Linked DNA regions of Mus musculus: all the other regions are linked to region 1. The links are chromatin contacts, called in public Hi-C, HiChIP or PLAC-seq and promoter capture Hi-C maps. All regions are on one chromosome and are shown on one strand. Each heading gives the region's core, a stretch centred on a gene start, on an enhancer-like site or on the middle of the called end of the contact. The rest is flanking DNA. Distances are from core to core; before and after follow the strand shown. Region 1 holds the start of 6330420H09Rik (RIKEN cDNA 6330420H09 gene). Region 2 holds the start of C230079O03Rik (RIKEN cDNA C230079O03 gene). Region 3 holds the start of Clrn3 (clarin 3). Region 4 overlaps Gm36675 (a long non-coding RNA gene). Region 5 has its middle 23 kb from the start of Gm36675.

Region 1 (4,429 bases), core at 1,432-3,931:
ACACAGGCACGTTCATTTATCAAATGTTGCTGATGGAAGCCTTCTCTTGCCAACATATGAATTGAGTAGTTGGAGCTGAGACAGCAGCAATAGTGGAGCCCGAGAACCCAAGGGACTTGCTCTTTTTTTCTTTTTTTTTTTTTTTTCTTTTTCTTTTGAAAGACAGGATCTCATGTAGCCCAAACTGTCTTCCTGGAGCTTACTCTACAGCTCACAGTGGACTGGAAATCCTGATCTTCTTGCCGCCCGCTGTCTGTGTCCCTAAGCCTGGCTTTTGTCGGTGTCTTTACAGAAAAGGTTGTGACCCTGAAACCCTGAGTTCTGACATTTAAAGAACCTTCCCAAGTATCACTGAGACCTAAAGACAGCACTAGCTCCTTACGCACACAGGACAAGAGTGGCTGTCCGGTGGACAAAGATATGGATATCACTGTCAATGGAGTCAGAGGACTTCTAGTATTTTTCTACACCACGTATTGTTCAGACAGGTAATTAATTTGCACATGTACACACATATACACTTCTGGTTTTAAGATTTATTTTAATTTCTCTTGTGTGTGTGTGTGTGTGTGTGTGTGCCTGTGGATATGTACTTGTTCCATGTGTATGTAGGTACGGGGGGGGGGGTGCAGAAGGGATTGTCAGATTTCAGAGTTCTGGGAAATGAACCTAGGTCCTTTTCAAAAGCAACAAATGTTCTTAACTGCTGAGCCATCTCCCCAGCCCCGGCACCTACCCTTTAGTACTAAAGAAAACAAAAGGTATTTGGTGGCTTCCAAAATTTAAATTATATTTAGATTAGGAATGATATTAGAAACAGCAACAGGATCTGATATTTTTATTCTGTGGATCATACCACCATGTAGAACTGTATTCTTTTGTCGCCTATGCATTCATTATGGAGGGAACTGTTTCAGTTTTTGTTTTTGTTTTGAGACAGGGCCTCAAATAACCCAGGCTGGTACTGAGCTTCCTAAGTACCTTGAACTCCTGCTTCACCTCCCAAGTGCTGAGATCTCAAGCGTGTGCCATACTGGGCATTTTGGAACTTCAGCATCAGATAAGGACAACCCCAAAGTCACTTTGTATGGAAAAAATAATAATTATTATTTGTTGGGAGCAGGAAACCAAGAAGGAGGGAGCTCAGCAGAGCTCCAGATATCCAAGAATCCACCAAAGAAACATCTGAGGAGGAAAGAGTACTTTAAAACAAAGAAAAATCCCTTTCTCACTGGACTCAGGGAAGTCCAAGACTCATTTCTTAAAACCTTTACATCTTATCATTCGACTGTTACCCTGGGATTGCCAAATGAAATGCCCAGGGATCAGACCCAGGCAGACAGTGAGGTCAGAAGTTATTCTCTTCTGTGAAGAGTACAAAAGACATTTTGTAAAAGCCAGGCCCAAAGAAGGAAAAGAAAGAAGTCATGCAGAGAGGCAACACATACAGAGACGTGCTTCATGCAAAATTTCAAATGGCTTGGTGACAGCTCTGAGAACCTGTCTGGGGATAATTTTATGGAAAAGCAGTCACAATGATATCAATTAGGAGAGCAAGAAGGATGCCTGCTCTGTCATTTCGGTGGGAGAATGGCTGTTGATTTTCCTTGGCATGCTCCTCACAGGCACTTTGAAGACCTTTCAGCTGAGAAGGGAAATCCACACAGTGACAGGTCCCCCACATGTTTCTCCCAGCGGTTACAACTCCATCTTTCATCCTTTGCTAAGTGGGGCGCTCAGAACATGTGTCAGTGCCGGCTGTGTCTCCTTTGAGGCCCCTTGGGTATCCTCGGGGTATCACTGAGCACAGCCCAGCATCCCCTTTCTTTGGCTTCCGGTTCCTCATCCATACAGTGGGAAGCCTTGCCTTCTCCGTGGAGCTTGGCCAAAAGAAAGCTGAAAAAACAAAACAAAACATACAAAAACCCGGAAAACAAAAAACAAGCAAACAAACAAAAAAACAAAAAACAAAAACACCCAAAGTCTAAAGCACCAATCAGGAAGATTCCGTTAGTCTCTGAGTTACAACTGAAAGGCCAGGTGGGTCAGAAAGTACATCTGTGCGAGAGAGCGAGTCCACAGTCACACAAGGTCACTCAAAATACATTTGCTACCTGGAAGGTAGGGAGTGACTGCGGTCCCCATACAAGCAGACCAAGTGCCTTTTCTAGCTACCAATATCCAAGGAAAACGTGAACAACCTAGAATCAACTGCCGTCTCAAACCAGAGGGGGGCGGGGGGAATGCCCACAACTCAATTAAACTATATCGGCACAATCCCCAAGATAAAACCAGATAGAAAAAAATTAGGGGTGGAGGGACAAATGTAGAATGCCGCATCTGTTTCTCAGGCCCCTCGGTACTAGAAGATCTGGCTGTGGTCTTCACTTTGTGCAGCAGAAGAGGGCAAACCTGCCTGCAAGTTGAAGCTCCCACGGGCAAGAGCAAGTGTCTTCACCGGTAAGTGCTGTTGTGGGCTGGTGGGGGCTAATACGCTATGAATAGAGATGTTTTAAATGTATTAAACATTGCCCCCCTCCTTTTTTTCCCCAAGATTACACTGACAGAGCCTTCCTTAAACATTATTTGAATAAAGCCTCATTACTCACAGTCCAAAGAAGTTCATTAGGAAGAGATGGCTTTGGAAAGGAATCAAGAAGCTTGCCTTTCTTCTCAGCAGTGAATTACATTAGCTACTTCCCAGTTATTTAAACCTTGAAATAAAAGATGTAAACGCCGCAGTGACATCTTAAGATCATTGCGGAGGCCGGTCTTGCATGCACAAAAATGCCCAGCTGGTCTACAGATAAAACAGATTGATAATTAGTTGCAAAATGTAACATTTCATCAAGAATATTTTGAATAATCCAATTTATCTTTGTCAGATATGCAGCACATATTTTTCTGGGGAGCAGCTTTGTTCTTTAACATAATATTATAATTTCAGGCTGCTAATGAAGGCGCCCGCCGGCCGGCCGGGCCTTGATGTGTGGCGTGGCGGGGAGCGCGCCGCGGCCCGGGGACCGGTGCGCCTGAGCTCGCCGCGCCCCGCTGCCGCCACCTGCCCGCCACAGTGTGGGCTGCGAGCTGCGGGCCTCGGGCCGCGGGCGATCAAAGGGCCGGCGGGCAGCGGGGAGGGCGCCCCTGGCGGGCAGAGCGGGCGGCGGCGGGCGGGGGGCTCCACCGACTTGGCTTCTAATTAACCGATGGAAAGGCGCCCTGGCAGCCCGGGTGGTGATCACAGAGGCAGGCATAGTTTGGTGCAAGCTAGCAGGACCCGGGGCTGTCCCTGCTGGGGTCTACTTGAAGAGGGAGGGGCAAGGACAGTTTGCTGATCATAGGACTCTCGGATGCAACTTGCTTCAAAAATACAGCCATCATGAATTCCCAATGCCTGTGACACCTAGGGTCCACATGCTGGTCCAGCCTTTGAGGTGTGGGGCATGGTTCCTGCTTGAAACCCCACATGAGAGAGAGTAACCATGCTCCCTTGTGGAGGCCCAGGCCTGTGCAAGAGGGAGTCTCCCCTTAACTGTGAAAGACCCCCTTGCTATTCTAAAGACCTTGGTTGTAGTGTCCAGAAATGAACTCAGACAGGCCTTTCTCCAGGGATCTTATTTCCCACAATTCCACCCGCGTGGCCAGAGGCCAGGTCTATACTGACTCAATTTGAAAGCCCCATTCCAAAAGATGCTGAAACTGGCAAGGCAGAGCAAACCTTCCTCTTAAGAATGTCCTTACCTATATTTGCTCAAATGGATCCCAGGTACAAACTCTGTGTGCAAAACCTTTATATCTCTTAGAAGTTATCATTTTAACTGCATGTGCAAGCCTGTTGCAGTTGGGCAATATTTTGTATTTTCTGTCTTAACACCAAAAATGAAGTCTCATAGCTCAGAAATTGGTTAATAACCTGTTCTGATACCCAAACTCCCCTGAGCAGTGTGTAATGGGCATTCATTAATGTGGCTCGTCTCTGTCCCCTGTGGTCTTCAGCCAGCCCAGAGGAGACCTGGCCCATGACCTTGGTGTCTTCATGGAGGCTAGAACGGGTGGCAGTGACTAAACCCACGATGTCTCAGGCAGCTCTTAGTTCAGCCAGAAAACCCAGCATGAGCTGAGAAATTCTTCAGATGGAAGCTTGAGTCTGGAAAGGGAGGAGACCTTCACTGTGGTCATAAGTTTTGCTTGTAGGAAAATGTCAAAGACTCAGCCACTAAGGACCTGCAGAATGGGGGAGAGACCTTTAAGGCTGGTCTCCCTTTTCTTTTCTTTTCTTTTGTTGCTTTTGTGTCACAGCAGGGGATTTAAAAGGCTTCTCTGTGGGTGTCCCATCCCGTGTGGAGGAATGTGTCATTCCAGGCTTGTGTGAGAACCAGGTACAGCTCAGAATGTACACAGCTGCCAGGCCCATTGGGATCAGGGAAGA
Region 2 (4,429 bases), core at 835-3,334, 500 kb before region 1:
CCCTTTCCTCCCCAACTTGCTTCTTGGCCATGATGTTTGTGTAGGAATAGAGACCCTGACTAAGACACCTTGCCTCATATTGATCAATAGTTCATGCTCACTTGCTTACTCTAGCCTCTGTACCATCAACCTGATGTTGGATACCCATTTGAGAGACTTCAAAAGTCTCTGTTGTGTACTGTTTCCTTCCACACTAACCCCTTGTTGTCACCGTGGGTAGAACAATCTGTCCCAGTACACTTTACATCCTTGGAAGTCTTGCCTACCCTCCTCCTTCAGTCCTCTGCAGGCTACAGGATCCCATTCCTGCTCATCCCTGCACTAGGCTGCCTCACCTTCGCTTATTATGCTCCTGCCAGGAGGCAACCCTTCTGTCCTTTACATACATGTGCTTTGCTTTCAGGGTCTGTTGATGTTTCTTGTAAAAGTGGCAGGATGCACACTGAAGTGAGAGCGCTCATTGCCACTGAATTGCGCACTTGAAAACTGTGACAGTTTCCACACCTTATACAGATGTGCATGCAATAACAACTAATGAAAGGGGGGCTTGAATTTGAAAAGGAGTGGTGAGAGTTCTAAGGGAGGGTTTAGAAGGAGGAAAGAAAAGGGAAAATGTTGTAGTTATAATATCAAAAATAAAACAAACAAACAAACAAAAAACCTAACAAAATTTGTGACAGCTCAAACAAGTCCCATTGGAGCTCAATAGGACCAAGTCTTGTCGTGAGAAGGGAGGTAGGTACAGGTCCCACCCTAGCTGAGGACCTATTAGCATTGATAGCTGCCAGGAGAGGGAAAGTCAGGCTATTTTGAGAGTATAGACCCTGGTAGTTTGCCATGCTCCAGTGGAAGGCCACACATCCAAGAATATATACAGACAACACAAATAGGTCTTGATGGATATAAAACAAAAGAGGAAGACAAAGTTGGGTGAGCAGGGAAGTGGGTGGTGGATCTGTGTAGCATTGAGAGTGTAGCAAATATGGTTAAAAGACATCGAAAATTTCTCAAATAACTAACACAAATTTTTTTTTTTAGTGCATATGTTGGATGGTGATAGCGCACACCTTTGATCCCAGCATTCCAGAGGCAAAGGCAGGCAGATCTCTGAGTTCAAGGCCAGTCTGGTCTATAGAGTGAGTTCCAAGGCAGCCAGGAGGCCTACAAAGAAACCCTGTCTTGAACCCCACCTCCCCCCTAGAAAAAATGAAATACCAAATGTTACATTATGGACATTATGCTACATTAAGTAAACTTTGTTCCATACATTTGATCATAGTCCCCTCTCCCCTAATAAGCTGATGCTGAAACCACAAAAGGAAGCAGCAGGGTAGCTGCCTCGGGGTTGGGATCTTCCTCAGGGCCAAAACCAGTAAACACTGGAGTGAGACTAGGTGTTCAAGTCCATGCTCAGACTGCACGCGCATAGAGTTTCACACTTAGGTTTTAGAGGTTTTCCGCACCGTTGAAGGATTACACAGTTAGTTCCCATAGATTTAGCTGAGACCTAGAGCATAACAATGGCTTCCAAGTCAGCGGGTTATGCAGGTTGCCTGATAGATTATGCTGTCGTCTTATGTTCTTAGTGGGAAATACCCGCGTATGAGAACAAAATGCCCTGCTGACCGGGGAAGGAATAATCAGGGCTAAGCGTGCACAGCCTGCAGCTGAGACCATGGCTGGTGGGGCCATCTCTTCCTCCCGCCATCTGCTCCGTGTACCGCCTCCACCATCCGGCTCTGTCCTGAAGTTCCTATAGGTGTCTTTGAAGCAGAGGGGAGCCAAGAGCTCTTAAGTTATTCTTAATTTGTTTTTCGCATGCTTTAAAAAAATGTCGAGGAGTTGAGCATGCCGCAGTTTTAGAGAGAGTTCTGCGCAGTCCCAGTGGGCATAAGATTAAAACCAGCAGTTGGTCTCTCAAGCTAAGTAGCCGAGAGAAGACTTTCCCAAGGATATTTTTCATGTTCACAGCAGTTTTCCCATTTAGAAACACAGAGCACAGACTTAAAACAGCAATCGGAAAATAAGCAAAGTTACAGGTGACGGAGAAACCAGGATAATTCATGAGTTTCATAAGAGACACAATTAGAATTCTTCCCTCCAGCCACAGCCCTGTTCTGCTAGAGACGGAAACTGCCTTAGACCTGGGGTTTCTCATCTGCATAGGATCCTCCTCAAAGTGGGTTAAAGTTGGGGCACCTAAGCAGATAATTGTGAGAAATAGCTCAAAAGTGAGTCACATTTGAGTTTGAAGTATGGCTGTGCCTAGCTAGGTGCATCTGGAAAATGCTAGATCTTTCATTTGGCTGAATAGCACAGCTGTGCGTAGTGGACTTTGGTACCAGACAGGGAGCATGGCTCCCTGTGTGCTTGTCATTGCAAAATCCTGGGCTTTCGATTAAAATGGACGTTGAAATCACTAAACATTTTAATAATGGCAGGCTCTTCCTCTCTCTCTCTCTCCCTCCCTCCCTCCCTCCCTCCCACCCTCCTTCTCACCCTCTCTCTGTCTCTGCACAGGTATGGGTAGGTGGAGAGCAGAGGATGATGTTAGGACATCCTCTTCTATTTGCTTCTCTATCTTATTTTTGAGACAGGCTCTCTCCTTGGCTTGCAGCTTACCATTTTGGCCAGAATGACTGACTAACTGGTAAGTCCTGGGGATCCACCTTTTCTGTCCGGGCCCCTGCCCTGTGCTCTTGGGTTACCTACACCTGAGGACATAGGCATTCCTGACTCTGTCCTCTGACTGCTCTGTTGTGGGGGTGGGGTCAGAGCTGGGCATTTGCAGTTGCTGTTCATTCATTGGTTCTTGAACTGTTACTTGAAATGCTGAGACTTTGTATGCAAATTTATTCAACCCATACAACTGGCTTCCTTGAGCAAAGTGAGGTGAGGGTTTTCTCTATGCCAGGAGTCAGAAGAGCTGGCTAATCAAGGGCTTTTCATTTGGGCAAAGGAGATTGCTGCAGAAGGCAGAGAAGGGTTGAGATCAAAGGGCAGAGGCACACATTTACAGCATGTTTTCATGGCTCAAACCGCTGCATATGAGCTGTGACATTTGGCCACAATGGGGAGAATTTGGAGAGCAAGTGAGGTCAGGTGGGAGGCTAGGAAGAAAAATACAGAGAAATGCCAGAAGATCTGTGCAGTTAAGGAGATAAGCCAGCACCTGACAGCTTTTTGTTTTATCTCATTTTTGTGTGTGGAATTATAGGAAATTGTGTGTGCATGTGCATCCTACGTCTGTGTGCATCTGTGTGGACTTGTATGTTCTACATGTGTGAATGTGTGTATGTGTGTCCTACATGTGTGAATATATGTATGTGTGTCCCAAATGTGTATGTGCCTGCATACATTTGTGTGTGTGTGTGTGTGTGTGTGTGTGTCTTCAGTAGCTCTGAAATTGTGAAGAAAGACAGAAAACAAACAGGAGCCCTCACAAGGGAGCTAGGGAATAGTTCATCTAAACAAAGCACCTCTTTATACGCACAGATGCAAGCTGACAGGAGCCTCATCTCAAGGTGAAATTGTTTTTAATTGTTTTTTTGTTTTGTTTTGAGCCCCCCTCTATGAATTACCATGGGAAAAAAAAAAAGAAGGCCAGCACAACTCGTGAGAGGCCACCAGACATGGGAAGGTCACCTTTCAATACAATGAACTTCAAGGAAGCTCCAGGACCCAGACCTTAAGAATTGTTGAACCCTATAATAAGGTGTGTACTGCAAGTCTGGTACTTGGCATTGGTCTCTCTTCTCTCTTCTCAGCTGGTAGATAGGCATCTTTGCTGTAGCTTCTCGTCTTCATCATCTGCCCCATCTGTCCTTACAAAAGCCCTATCCTGCTGCCATAGCAAGCCAGCCTCCTCTGGGCCCCATCTGCTCATGTCTCCCTTCTGCCCTGGAGTTCAGTTTGATTAGGAATCCTGCCAAGTCAGGTAGCAAAGATCTCCCGCCCTTGCTGCTCAAGAACCCGAGTTATCTTGTCCCCTTGGCCTGCTTAATCAACCACATTGGAACACCCTTTTGGGAAGAACTTCTCCAATGCAGCGTCACCAAAATACCTGGAGTTAGACCTTGGCATATGGAAACAGGGGACTCATCTTGGTGCAGATGCCCTCAGATCCCTACTGTTGACTTCTGTGCTGTCTTTTATGTGGGACACAGGGGACATGAATGTCCTACTCATCATCCTTTTCTCAACCTCTCCCTTTCTTTTCCTATTAAGCATTTGATTCCTCTTCTAGCTGCCTCTTCACGTTGACCTCTTTCTTAAAGAACATTGCGATAGAGTTAGAAAGGGATGGGGACACACCTCCAGTGCCACTTTGACATATTTTCCTAAATGGTTTGTATCGCCAGTCATAAATATTACTGATTTATCTTTCTAATTTTTATTGAAAATTAATATATGTACTAGCCAAAAAAAA
Region 3 (4,429 bases), core at 1,165-3,664, 330 kb after region 1:
TATTGATGGTGGTGGGACTAAGGGCTCCTTGTTCCTTTCCTGCCTTGTTTTCATTTTACTGCAACGCTTGCGATTTCTTGCTGTTGACTGAAGGCAATGTCTTTGAGTGTTCTAGATGAGTTTTAGCCTTGTTAAGATGTGTCTGTAGAAGCCATTCCTCCAGGAAAAAGCCAGCCCAGGCTTAAGGCATGATCATTCTGCTTCCTGACCTGAATGACTGAAGCATCCCCCAAGAGTTGGATACCCTGGTTGACTGGACCTTTGAAGAGTTTCAGCACAATCCAACCTCTGGAATCTTCATGATGACCACAGCCCTCCCTGGATGTTCCACAGCTGGCCTGAGAGAGTCTCACCCTATCAGTGGGCAGCAAAGCCTTAGGCTGAAGTTTTAAGAGGGCTTGGAATTGCTTCTTGAGCCATGCTTGTCTGTGACTGGAATCCTGTTCCATATGCTCCAAATGCTCCAGAAGCCACAAACCTTGTTTGGGTTTTTTCAGCTGGATACAAAAGTCCTTCTGCTTCTGCTTCCCTTTAGCAACAGTTTAAGAAGTTCCCCCAGGGGAAGAGAAGAGGGAGGGAGGGAGAGAGAGAGAGAGAGAGAGAGACAGAGAGAGAGAGACAGAGAGAGACAGAGAGAGACAGAGAGAGACAGAGAGACAGAGAGAGACAGAGAGAGAGACAGAGAGACAGAGAAAGACAGAGATAGAGACAAAGAGAGACAGAGAGGCAGAGAGAGACAGAGAGAGACACACACATAAACACAAAGAGACAGATAAAGAGACAGAGAGACAGAGATAAAGAGAGCCTAATGTGGTGACTTGATTTTTTTGCTCTATCTATCTATCTATCTATCATCTATCTATCTATCTATCTATCTATCTATCTATCTATCCTGTGTCTTTCTATAATCTATCTATCATTTGTCTTTCTGTCTGTCATCTATCTATCTATCTATCTATCTATCTATCTATCTATCTATCTATCCTGTGTCTTTCTATAATCTATCTATCATTTGTCTGTCTGTCATCTATCTATCTATCTATCTATCTATCTATCTATCTATCTATCTATCTATCTATCTATCCTGTGTCTTTCTATAATCTATCATTTGTCTTTCTGTCTGTCATCTATCTATCTATCTATCTATCTATCTATCTATCTATGTGGTGACAGAAGTGTGGTATGTCCCCTGTTCTGACTTCAGCTTGATGCCTGCCTTGTCTTTCAACATTATTATTCTATAATTATCTATATGTGTCTCTTTCCCCCAGAAGTGAATTGACTGAGTCTAGTGATTTCTGTGTCTTCAGTCCCTTTTCTACATTTACAAGAGGAGAGCCCTCATCCCACAGGTAAGTAGGTTATCTAAGAGGACAGGGTTCTGATATACATGTTCAATATTGTTCTGTAATCAAAGAACACAAGAAAAAGAAAAATGAAAGAATAGTTTGTGACTGTCTGTAATCTCAAGAAATGAGTGGGTAAGTACCACCAAGGACTAACTGCTAGGCCAAGCTAGCTGCAAGGCCATAAGGCAGGAGTTAGAGAGTATGGTGGTTAGAATGAGGATGCCCCCCCCCCATAGGCTCACTTATTTAAATGTTTGGTTGGCACTTGATGGATTGTTTAGGAAGGATTAAGAGGTGTGGTCTTGTTGGAGGAGGTGTGTCACATGGGGGATGGACTTTGAGGTTTCAAAGGCCTATGCTGGGCCCAGCCCTGGGTTTTCACTTTGCCTCCTGCCTGCAGGTCAGGATATAAGCTCTTAGCTATTCCTCCAATGCCATGTCCCAGGCCTGCCATACTCACTGTCACAATGAACAATGAACATGGACTAAGCTTCTGAAACTGAAACCAAAACAAGCTTCCAGTTAAATGCTTCGTTTTGTAAGTTGCCTCGGTCATAGTGTCACAGCAATAGGAAAGTAACTAGGACACAGATCTAAGCAGGAATGTTTAGAACCACTTTTAACAAAGTACTAAAAACTGATAAAGATTATCATTTAAATCAGATTCAAATAGAATGCCATTTGGAAGAGAGAATTTGATGGGCACTCCTCCCTAATATGATCTGAGAATAAGGAGGTATATAACCCAGAAGGAAGAGTGAGCCTTTCTCTTTCCACTTCACAGGACCTTGACAAAGCCTTGAGGTTTGCTTTGGGGATCCCTATGCTATCCCTTTGGGGTCTAAGTCTCTATTCTCATGATTTGAGAATTCAAGTTACACTGTAGATTAACCTGGCTTCCACAGCATGATAAAGGCTATAAACTAGTCATGTGATTGAGGAAGACCTGAAAGGATTGCCTAGCCCTTCTTCATGCTGGTTGGCTGCAACCATAACAACCGTTTCTGCAAGACCAAAGTTCAGCTTCTGCACGTCTTTATGGCTTTGTTCACAGGTCAACGTTCAGTAAGCATAAAACTTCCCAGGAAGACGCAGGTTTTACATTTACAACCAAGTGCTAGACGTCCTTTCTAAATACTGGATCCCAAATGATAAGGCCCCCAAATATTCTAAGGTTGCTGTTGTTTTATCGCGGGGAGCTTTCTTCCTGAGAAAATGCCAACCACACAGAAAACGTTGATGTTCCTGTCTGGCTTTCTCACAAGCCTGGGCTCAGTTGTTGTCATCTGCTCCATTCTTGCGACTCAGGCATGGATCACCAGCAGGATTTTCTTTACAGATGCTATCTCCAACGGTACCATTGTTATTACCTATGGGCTCTTCCGTGGTACGAGTGCTCAAGAGTTGAATGAAGGCCTTCAAGATCTGGACAAAAACTTTGAAGGTAAATGACCACCCAGTTAGAATGGGAATGGCAGGCCATGGGTAAGACACACCATTCTACATTTGGGCCAAACAGCCATTCAAAACTAGTCCCTTCAAAGTCCCAAGTGAGGCTATCATTGGACTAACTCATAATTTTGAAGGTGTTTATTATGTTTTCAGACTCATGGCTCCAATTATCTTGTTATCTTTGGAGTCTAAACCATTGTATCGGCAGTTGGGCTTGAGTTGTACCTATCTGGTTTATTGACAAGTGAATAATTAAGTTAAAGTATGTGGCAGACTTATGGTGTTTAAGAGCCAGCATAAGCAGTGTTTTAAAATCGACCATGGGCTTTGACTTGGGGCATCCAAACTTCCAGAAGTTTGTAAGTAATCACATAGGGAAAATGTCAAGGAGAAGACATCAGTATCAGTAAGTTTCTCAGCTTCTTGAATCCACACTTTTGTATATAGAGTATCTCATTGTTGGGGATGGTATTTAATTCCATTTTAATCCTGTTACTTATAGGACTTCCTGTTTGTTACTCATTTCTGATGTAATAATGCCTTCCTCTCCATAAATACAAAATAAACTATCAAAGATAAGTAGATGGCAGCTAGTCGAGTTTTGGATTTTAAGACCTAGCATTACGGTTTTTGAAAAGTAATAGCCACAATTATTCACTACATAGCATCATATAAGCGGACTTTACGTTGCTCAGTTCAGGGTCTGTACAGATGTATTTTGGGCATTTACATTTCTAACTATGCACCTTATGCCTGTGTGATGTTTGGTGCCCATACTCCAGGATAGAGTTCTAGCAGGTTTATGATTTTGTTAATAAAATGGTTTCTATAAATCCAGGGCAACGTACCTCTGAGCTCTCACTGTGTCTTTGAGTGATAGGAAAAGCACATCTTATCTGAGGTTTCAGCTGCTTCCCCCTCCCCTGGTGCTCACCACAGCCTTTCAGGAGCCCGAAGAGACCTCCTCTAAAACATCCAGGAGCTCAGATTTCAAAGTCCCCTTCAGCTCTCAGTAATAGCATTTTCAAAACGGAAAAACAAAAAAACAAAACAAAACAAAAAAAAACAAACAAAAAAAACTGTCCACTTGTTTGTGAATCCTCTGGCAAATTTAAGTGCTTGGGACAGAAGGCTACAGTGTTGGCTTGGGACAGAAGGCTACAGAATTGGCTTGGGAACAGTTGATTCCATCTAGAGATTGATGACTTCAATGGAATCCCTGACTCTAGTCAAGGTGGAGCAGAGAAGGTCAGGGAAGGTAAGGTCTACATGATGGGGAGTGACCATTCTGGTGTCTGGAAAGGAAGGACAGCCCAGTCAGGGAGAGCAAAGCTTGGGATCAGTGCCAGTTAGGCCCCTTCTGGTCAGCGTAGAGACAGGTAGAATGCTCTCACTGCCTGTGCCTGACTCTCTGTTTTTACCGTTCACTATGGGAAAGCCACACTGTAAATCTCCCACCCCCACCACACTGTCCAACCTCTCATTGCTACAGAGGGTGAACAACCACCCAGTGGAGGAAGATGTTACACAATTGCTAGATGGCATGTAAGGGCCACTCAGAGACTGTGGGATTTTTCCATACCTGTGACTGTGATAAGCACTGAGCATGTAAATGTTTATCCCAGACG
Region 4 (4,429 bases), core at 624-3,123, 310 kb before region 1:
CTTGTATGTGTCTTCTTACTTTCTAAGATGACACTTAGGACACAATCTCACAGCCCAGGACAACCTCACCTCCAGATCCTCAACTCAGACACAGCTTTAGAGAAGAGGTCAACTTCCTAGGGAGTCTGGTGCTGACCCTTGTTGTGTAGACAACTGGTCTACCCATTCAGGAAGGCCTATTCACATAAGAATAAACTAAAACAGTTGGGTGATTCACCAAAATTATTCACTGAGGAAAAAAGACAAGCATTGTGGTTGATGGAAGCCCGGAGTGCCCTGAGATGGTAGAGGGGAGCAGGGGAGCAAGGAGAACTAGAGTTCTATGAAGCACAAAGGCAGATTAGTCTCTGACTACCCAGGGCTGGCTTTCTTGGTAAGTTTTGATTTCCATGTAGGGAATAGCCCTCCAGGCTCCTACCCATCTTCCCCTGACAATCAATTGCCTGCTAGCTCCCAAACTCTGAATGTTGAAGCAGCAGCTACCATAACCACTCACCTTAGTCACCGTGGTCATATTCTGAACCAACAGCTAATGAACACTCAGGTTATGTAGGGCTTGACCTTCAGCAATTTTGCAAAGTTTCCAGGACCCAAGCTTCATGAGAACATCTGAGGGTCAGAAACCCTTAGTGAGCACTTCAACACACTCCTCTTTCGTTGGCCTTACAGGGCTGAAACCTTGATGGATCTTAATTGTCCTGTTAAAATACTGTAAATATCTTTATACAAAGTAAATAATACTAGGGACATGCGTTCTTTGAATGAGTCTTAAACCTATTACACAAAGCTTGTATCACAGGCAGTTGTAAGCCACTTGACATGGGTGTTGGGAACTGAACTTGGAGTGTGCCCTCTTAACAGCTGAACCATTTCTCCAGCCCCTGTGTGGTACTCTTTTAACAGTCAACTAGAACAACATGACAAACGTTCTTTATGTAATTCCATATGCAGTGCTTACAAAAATATTTGTGAATACGAAGCAGAAGATAAGCCCATACCCACATCCAACCAAAGTCTTTGTGCTATAATATTCTTTCTCTAACCCAAGTCCTCACTCCAGAAATTAATCTCCTTTCTGAAATTTTTCATTTAATGCTCTTAGGTTTTGTTTTAATCATTGTGTGTGTGTTTGTGTGTATGTGTGTGTGTGTGTGAGAGAGAGAGTATGTGTATGTATGTGTATTTCTGTATATGCTATTATTCTACTTGACCTTAAGTCTGATAATCATTGTATAGATAGTCTATATCTACACTGAAGACGTTTTGCATTGCATCTGATAATTCTATACAACTGCACGCCCATTGCTTACAATGGTCTACTTAAATCCTATTATTAAGAGGGATTCTGATTCATTTTCAGGCTGATGAATTCAGGCTGCTTTCTGGTTTTGCTATCCCTGTTAACATTTCTGTGAACACTCATGCATTTATCTTCTAGAACATATATGCAAAGGAGTCTGTTAATTAGTAAGAGTGAGACTATTTAATCAAGTGTTCATGTTTATAAACTAGTACCAAGTCATCTCGCAAAGTGCTTTTTTCTAATTACACAAGACCCTGCATAAAGAGGAGGCGCTCTCAGCTGTAGCCTCGTGAACGCAGGGCACCATCCAGCTTCCAGCATTTGTCCAACCAGTAACAGAAAGGAGAAGCTTACTGGAATTTTGCACCTGAATTTTTCTGAATTCTGACATGGTCAAGAACTGCTTTGCATATGTTCATGTTTCCGTTTCAGGAAAATATGTCTTCGTCATTTTTGCACATTTTTCTTGCTGATATGCAGGAATCCTCCGCACTCCACATCTGACTCTCTCCAGTTAGTACTGTCCATTGTGACTCTTCCTGGGCCTGGCTTTTCAACAGTCTCTTCATGTACTTTCATGAACAGAAGTTTCTAATGCAAATGGGAAAATCCTATCCATCTCCTCCTTTGTGGTGGGTATATTTGGTGCTTTAAAAAGTTCTTTTCTTCCCTTTGGTCACGACTGTGAAAGGGCACAGTGAAACAGCTTTCTGGAGACCCAGCGGGTCACTCTGTCTGTGAGGCACCTGGAGTTGATTTGCTGAGCTGGTCCTGAAATGGTGAGGCAGGAATCAAGTTTCATTGTTTTGCATAAAGACAACAATTGGCTCACAGTTATGTATTAAATGATCCCTCGTTTCTGGCTGATCTACCGTGCCCACCCTGTCATAAGTCAAGCAATATATATCAAGGTGTCAGTTTCTGGTTCTCCATATCATGATGCATGTGTAATTATGACACTTTCTCCTGGAAATGTGTTATGTCAAGTTACAAACCCCACTATGTTATTCAGAAATATCAGATTATGCAACCCAGAGATCACAGTAAAAACCCTAATAGAAATTAAGTGATAGTAAGGATTTCGAGGCAAAAAGCATTTAGTCATAAAATAAGGTAATATGTAAGCCTTTACCCAAACAACAACTACTCTAATATACAGATATTACATGATATTATCAAATAATAAGGTGATGGCACAACTTATTAGGAACTAAAAAATAACTGAGAAATGGCAAAACCATTAGGAAAACTCCATTGAAATCAGCTATGAATATTCTTTACCTATTTACCTGACTGAGTCTCTCTATCCAAATGCCTGCTCTGGTGTTCTGTTTTCTTACAGCTTTTCATGTCCTGGTTTAAGGTTTATAAGTATTTACATAAAGGGTACTTTGTTAAATTTTGTTACTAAAATATATATTGAAGAACCTATATTTTCTATATGACTATTTTGGTTAAAGTTGTATTTTTGGTTTTGATTTTCCATGTAGGCAACTGTATGGGAAAATAACTGCAATATTGCTCCCTTCTTAACAGTGAGGTCCCCTTTCTTTTTCCCTTGTCAGTGCAATAGCTGGTGCTTACAGAAAAATATTGACAACTTATTAAACAGTAGCTCTTTCTCCCTTTGTCTGATACTTAAGACATTTTTTGATTATTCATTATCCAATGTGTACTATAACATTTTATACCTCTAATAAGTAAAATCTGTTCCTTCCCTAGTTTTCTTATAAAATTTATTAATATTAAAGTTGATTTTCCTTATTGTATTATGAGATTAAACTTCATTAATCATCTGTAAGTTTGAGGTGAATATAGTTAGTCTCCACCTCACAGACCAGAACGGCTTTCCTAGCGTAAACAGGAGTTCCTTAAGATGAAATATAGTTTTACTATGTTGCTGGATCCTCTTCACTGATGTCCTTCAGATTTTTGCTTCTGTATTTATAAGAGAGACATGGGCACTGTCTTTTTTTCCATAGTGCATCCTTCTACCTGTAGGGTCATCAGTCCCCGAAGAGGCACTGAGGATACTCAGTTTCTGTGTCTACTCTTTGAGGTAGATGTGGATTCTGCCCAGGTATCTTTTGAAGCTTAGGTTGAAATTCTTTCTCCCTTGCCTTTAGAAACTCATACTCACGGTGGATCTGGGTTTGACATTTGCCACCCGGGGATTCTGAATTCCCCTGTTTAGGTTTGCCTTTGTTTGCTGTGGTTGTTTTGTGGGGTTGTGGGGTTTTTGTTGTTGTTGTTGCTTATATCTTGATAAATTTTAGTTTCTCGGGTTTTTAGCCAGTTTATCTAATGTTCCCAATCTTTTACATGAGGTTTTCAATATGATTATTTTAATCGTTTTTTTAAATCTCCTCAGTGTCTAAACTGTGTACTATTCATTCCTAATGTTAAGCTTGTCTTTTGCGGCTTTATTGCTCTCCATTAATCCCTGCTGCTCTTTTCCTATGACCATTGAATACGGGCTTTGATCCCTGATGTTGAGTCCTTCATTACTCCTAATATTCGCCTCAAGGGCTTTAAATTTCTCTGGATTTACTGCTTTTGATATACCTCATAAGATTTTATATGAGTATTATGGTCATTATGTATTTAGTTCTAAATATCTTCACATTTTCTTTTTAAATTTTCTTTGCTTGTGCATTGTTAAAATGGTAAGATAAAAGTACTCCAAATATGAGTTCTCCAGGAGTGCTAGTTTTTTACATGAAATATTCTTTTTTTTTTCTTTTTTTATTACATATTTTCCTCAATTACATTTCCAATGCTATTCCAAAAGTTCCCCATACCCTCCCCCCCACTTCCCTACCCACCCATTCCCATTTTTTTTTTTTTTTTGGCGCTGGCGTTCCCCTGTACTGGGGTATATAAAGTTTGAGTGTCCAATGGGCCTCTCTTTCCAGTGATGGCTGACAAGGCCATCTTTTGATACATATGCAGCTAGAGTCAAGAGCTCTGGGGTACTGGTTAGTTCATAATGTTCCACCTATAAGGTTGCAGATCCTTTTAGCTCCTTGGGTACTTTCTCTAACTCCTCCATTGGGAGCCCTGGGATCCATCCACTAGCTGACTGTGAGCATCCACTTCTGTGTTTGCTAGGCCCTGGCATAGTCT
Region 5 (4,429 bases), core at 610-3,109, 280 kb before region 1:
CCTCACCCAGGTTCTCCAACCAGTATGCACACATATGCACACTCACACAAACATGTACACAAATTAGTCAACTCCTTTCAAATAACTTTAAAAATGATAAAGGTAGTAATGGTTACTTGGAAGAAAGATGTTTTCTGAAAATGTGTAACCACTAGTAAGTTGTCACTGCTTGTCAACAACGATCACCTATTCTGCTACTAGACAACCCTAACGAAAGTCATTGAGTCTTCCTGCCCCCACCAAACAAGATCAAAGTAGAAGGAGGACTAAGTGGGAAGAGGAGGGGGTCAGTTGGAGTGTTCAAGGGACAAGAGAGGATGATGGGGAAGTCAGTTCTATCAAAATACATCACAATCATGCATGCCATTGTCATAGTAAGATCGATTCCTAGTTGTACTTAATAAAGACTAATGAAACACTTCTAGAATTCTAAACAAATATTTTCAGGCTTACCTGTGAGTTTCTTTAAGGGTTAGTTGAATGCTTTCTGTAATTTGGTCCTTCTAGCCCAGATGTGTATCAGAGCTGGCAGGAGCAGACCTGGGGTTCCCTCTGACAACAGGCAAGGAGACTCAGTGGGACATTGGTTTCCTTTTTCACACTTCGATCAAGCTCATCAAACTTATGGTGCATTTATCATCTTTGGTTTTTACTTCATCCAATTTTAAGACAGGTTAAAGAAGCCACTGAGACATAAAGAGCTGAGGTTGGCCGTGACCTTCATTGCAGAGCCCCAGAGAGACTTTATTAGGGACTTGGCTTGGTCCCACAGTGGAATACTAACAAATCCCGCTTCAGAGAGCACACAGAATCCGCAACACGGATTTGTGGCCAACAGCCCGAGTTGTATGTAGCTCGGGTTAGGGAAATAAAGAATTTTAAAGAAAGAGAGGCAGAACTGGATGAACAAAAACGCTCCAGGCTAAGCCTTCTAAATTCCCCGAATTAAAACTCTCCAGGAGGTGAGAGCTGGGCAGGGAGCTCGAGGGGGAGGGGGAGGAGGGGGGGGAGGAACTGCAGACTCTCTGAACAAGCAGGCAAGGTTCTAGGGAAGCCATGGAAACCAGAAGTAAAGATGACTCCAAAGGTCAGAAGACAGCTCCCTGGGGTGCCTGTTCCATGACTAAAGCATGTACAGAGAGAAGCCGCACTGATAGAATTAGCTTACATCTTCTGGAACTTTCCACCAGTCACTTGCTGCTCCCCAGAGGTTCCTCGCTGGACTCATTAAGCAATGCATCTAAGATGAAAGGTGTCATTGATTGAGTTTCTGAATAAACGGATGCATTAATATTTTACTAATAACGATTAAAATTGTCTAAGACAACCTCATTATACTGCGTTCAGCCATATACCAGGCAACAAAATGATGAAGAATTATTGAGTTCCAATTGAATATGGAGGCATAAAGTTTCTGATGTGGCAATAACTGCAGACAGGGAGCCTGGACCCTCAGTCCTGAGTTCCTCAGAAGCTAAGCAATCCAATCGTCAAAGCCCTAACCAAGGCAAGCCGGTCAGCTAGAGGAGACTGAAGCACCTCTGTCAGAGGAGCGAGGACATCTCCCCAGTCCTCTGCAAAGCTGGAGCTGTCCTGGGAAGGGTAAGCTGCCTCAGTTTCCCACCCAGCTCCTGAAACGCCATCACCATCACCGTGTGCTTGAGCATCTACAAATAATAATAATAATAATAATAATAATAATAATAATAATAATAATAATAAATTCTCAGTGAAACCAGAGCCCTGCTTGCTTTCCACACACCTCAGCACTTCTCTGCCCCCTCTCCCCCAAGGCCTGCCCATGTCTTCCTGTTCTGGCTGGCCCCAGTCACTGGTAAAGTCTGTCTTTAAATCTGAGAATGCCAGCAGCTTGCCAGGCCTGGAAGCCTGCCTTTGAAATGCCTCCAGCCAGGCCAGGGGAGGAAATATCAGATTCTTCATCAGAAACCCATTTGCATTCGCTGTGAAACTCAAGTCAGAAGCCAGACTTGCAAGGCTTTAAATGCATGCCCCGCAGCACAGGAGCCAACAGCGGTTCCCACGCTTGAGGTCAGTCAAATCCTAAAGTCACCCTCCTCCCAAATGGCCCTGTTCACTAAGCCTTTCGTAAAGTAACAGGTTCCGTTCCGGGGTTTATTCTCAGTATCAAAAGGGAAGCAAGATCTTAGAGACACGAGCTGCCGCCACCCCCTGGAAAGCTGATGTCAGTCCTTAAAATTCTTTGTCCCTTGCTTCGAAAATAGAATGCTTGTACAATGTCCTCTGTCGATGAGATACATACATGACATGCTTTGAATAGTGTGGGTCCTCATGGAAAAGCAGGCCACTACATCTATAAAATTCTTGACTCTTGAGATTAACAGGGGCCTCGCTTGGGCATCTGGGAGTGGAGATGTGCCCGTGTCCTGTTATCTAAGAGGCCACCTCTCCCTGGGACCCATGGCTGCTGTCACTTTCTCTCTTCTCTTCTTGTCACTAACTTTGCTTAATGACCCTGTTCTCTGGGACTTAGTGTTTCTCCAGCAGAGAACTGGGCCCAGCTCTGCATGGCTGGAGTTGAGGGATTTGATCTCTGGCTGAGACCCCAGAGTACAGGGGCAGAACCACGTGGGCTGTGATGGGACCAAGCGTTCAGTACAGTTTTTTTCTAAATGGATGTTCAATATTTTAAGTGGCACATCAGTTACTCTTGGGCATTCTTATCCAGCTCACTCCATCAGCTTCAATAAATACCAAATTAAAAGAAAGAAAAAGAAAGAAAGCTTGTTCGTTCGCTCGTGTGTGTGTGTGTGTGTGTGTGTGTGTGTGTGTGTGTGTGCTCATGTGCATTATGGGATTGAAACTCTGAAGTGAAGAACAAAGGGAACTAGCAAAGCAAAGGAATCAAAGGCGCTGGGACTAACTTGGGGACCTTCCTGGTCTTCGTGGCAACTAGATGCACAGAGAAGATACCTCACCTGCTTTGGGAACATCCCCTCTCTTGAATTTTATCTTTGTATTTTCTGTGTCTCTTTCATAGGTGTCCCCCTTCAAGGTAGGTTCCCTAACCTTTGAATCTATTACCTTACTTTCTAAGATGACTAAGTTGAGGATATTGGGGTGGGAGACAATTTTGTCTCTAGACTAGGGACCCGATGTTATCGAAGCAGAGGAAAGAGTGAGGTGGGTCACAGAGCTCAGGGGTCCAGGCAAGTTCCAGGAGCTGACCAAGGCAAGGCAAGGATTCTCTCCAAAGCATGAAGAAGCAGAGCCCTGCAGACAATTGACAGGAAGAGAAGTTCCAGACTTTTCCTCACACCCGGAAGTTGAAAATGTGTGAGTTTCTCAGCTGCTGTGGTGATGGGAGCCAACAGTTTCCTGTGCTCCACTCTGAGTCATAGCCTTGAGGTGAGAACCAGGCAAGCAGAGTTGAGAACTCTGAGTCTCCCTCCAGGGGCTAGTTCTGAGGTGTGGTAACCAGGACAGGATATAATCTGGGCTGGAGGTAGGATTCTAAGTTCCTGAAACCAGGGCTGAGCTTGGTCATCTTTGTGTTCACCATGTCAGAAATTTGTGAAGTGTCCTTAAGAGGACATTTGTTGATGACACTGGGTCTCCAAACAACCCAGAATTGTCTCCCACATCAACATCCTCAATTTAGTCACTGTAGCAAGTAAGGCAATAGATTAAAGGGTTAGAACACTCACCTCTCAGGAACACTCACCTTTGGAGAGCTAGAAAGATATCTCACAGTGCACATAGACATCAGTCAAGAAGGCAATACCTTTGGGAAGCCAAGTGGTCCTGTGTCCCACACACTGGGCATGTGCACTCAGGGTCCCATAGTCCCACAGCTAACCACACAGTCATACACACTGGCCATGGCTCATGCACAGGCTCAGCATTTAGAGAAGAATGTTCACATCTTGTTCTTGCCGAGGGCAGCAATCTCAACTGGACATGACCTTGCCTGGAACCACCCCTGTCTTCCAATGGATTCATGAAGAGGGCTATCTTGCTGCTGCATCCGTCTGTGCCATGCCCATCCTCCACTCAACAACAAATGTCAGCTTCAGAGACAAAGCTCCTAGCCCCAAGAGACTACAACTGTGCAGGCCTGGGCTGGATTCCAGCATCAACCCAGGGGCTTCTTTGACCAGAGCCAAATATGTTCTCCAGACCTGCCTGAGCATAACTCCAGAGAAAGAATGGCCCTGACAAGAAGACTGAAGAAAGGCAAAGCAATGGCTCTCCTGACATCCAGGTCACTTGGCAGAATGCACAGTTGTGGGAAGAGCCAGAGAACTAACTCCTTCAGAGCATCCTGGGCACATATAGGAGCCAAGGCTTCAGAGACCAGGCTTCCCACATCCCCCTATATGGTTCTTTCTCTCAAACATGTTTCCTGCTTCCACTGCTTGTACACTTCCTCTTATGATTGCTTTTCTGA

Evidence for each region. Promoter capture Hi-C pulls out the DNA fragments that hold promoters and counts their contacts. A called contact is a pair of places that touch in the nucleus more often than the background predicts. HiChIP or PLAC-seq counts read pairs in DNA pulled down with a chosen protein or histone mark.
Region 2: a contact with region 1 is called in an H3K4me3 HiChIP or PLAC-seq map of craniofacial prominence, with 6 times the contacts expected there. The contact joins the promoter of C230079O03Rik here to the promoter of 6330420H09Rik in region 1. A contact is called at or near these places in 2 of 484 Hi-C or Micro-C datasets (embryonic retina and nephron progenitors) and 1 of 115 datasets of contacts at active chromatin or transcription factors (craniofacial prominence).
Region 3: a contact with region 1 is called in a promoter capture Hi-C map of hematopoietic stem and progenitor cells, with 2.3 times the contacts expected there. The contact joins the promoter of Clrn3 here to the promoter of 6330420H09Rik in region 1. A contact is called at or near these places in 2 of 39 promoter capture datasets (embryonic stem cells and hematopoietic stem and progenitor cells).
Region 4: a contact with region 1 is called in an H3K4me3 HiChIP or PLAC-seq map of craniofacial prominence, with 4 times the contacts expected there. The contact joins the enhancer-like site here to the promoter of 6330420H09Rik in region 1. A contact is called at or near these places in 1 of 39 promoter capture datasets (liver), 1 of 484 Hi-C or Micro-C datasets (uterus), 4 of 115 datasets of contacts at active chromatin or transcription factors (craniofacial prominence, embryonic stem cells and stem cell-derived neural progenitor cells) and 1 of 9 other capture datasets (embryonic stem cells).
Region 5: a Hi-C map of neural stem cells shows a contact between it and region 1, with 2.1 times the contacts expected there. The contact joins the enhancer-like site here to the promoter of 6330420H09Rik in region 1. A contact is called at or near these places in 20 of 484 Hi-C or Micro-C datasets (bone marrow-derived macrophages, embryonic stem cells, induced pluripotent stem cells and 9 more), 2 of 115 datasets of contacts at active chromatin or transcription factors (embryonic basal ganglia and stem cell-derived neural progenitor cells) and 1 of 9 other capture datasets (embryonic stem cells).

The regions. Positions count from the first base shown.
Region 1 is chr7:135,852,371-135,856,799 of GRCm38.p6, reverse strand. It overlaps 6330420H09Rik (RIKEN cDNA 6330420H09 gene), which reads right to left and starts at 2,681. Exons shown (of 2, transcript NR_166518.1): 1 at 2,610-2,681; 2 at 824-1,896.
Region 2 is chr7:136,347,070-136,351,498 of GRCm38.p6, reverse strand. C230079O03Rik (RIKEN cDNA C230079O03 gene) reads left to right here and starts at 2,084. Exons shown (of 5, transcript NR_040459.1): 1 at 2,084-2,179; 2 at 2,618-2,650; 3 at 3,564-3,715.
Region 3 is chr7:135,526,639-135,531,067 of GRCm38.p6, reverse strand. It overlaps Clrn3 (clarin 3), which reads left to right and starts at 2,414. Exons shown (of 3, transcript NM_178669.5): 1 at 2,414-2,793. The coding sequence starts at 2,565.
Region 4 is chr7:136,156,950-136,161,378 of GRCm38.p6, reverse strand. It overlaps Gm36675 (a long non-coding RNA gene), which reads right to left. Exons shown (of 3, transcript XR_378573.2): 3 at 1,062-2,074. Among named protein-coding and RNA genes, the nearest start is that of Gm36675, 6.0 kb to the right of the region's middle. Within about 2 kb of position 1,873, at least 8 of the 459 cell types and tissues checked have an H3K27ac peak or open chromatin away from gene starts, as enhancers often do. A contact at or near this core is called in craniofacial prominence, where this site is marked.
Region 5 is chr7:136,127,446-136,131,874 of GRCm38.p6, reverse strand. No RefSeq gene overlaps it. Among named protein-coding and RNA genes, the nearest start is that of Gm36675, 23 kb to the left of the region's middle. Within about 2 kb of position 1,859, at least 13 of the 459 cell types and tissues checked have an H3K27ac peak or open chromatin away from gene starts, as enhancers often do. A contact at or near this core is called in neural progenitor cells, neural stem cells and stem cell-derived primordial germ cell-like cells, where this site is marked.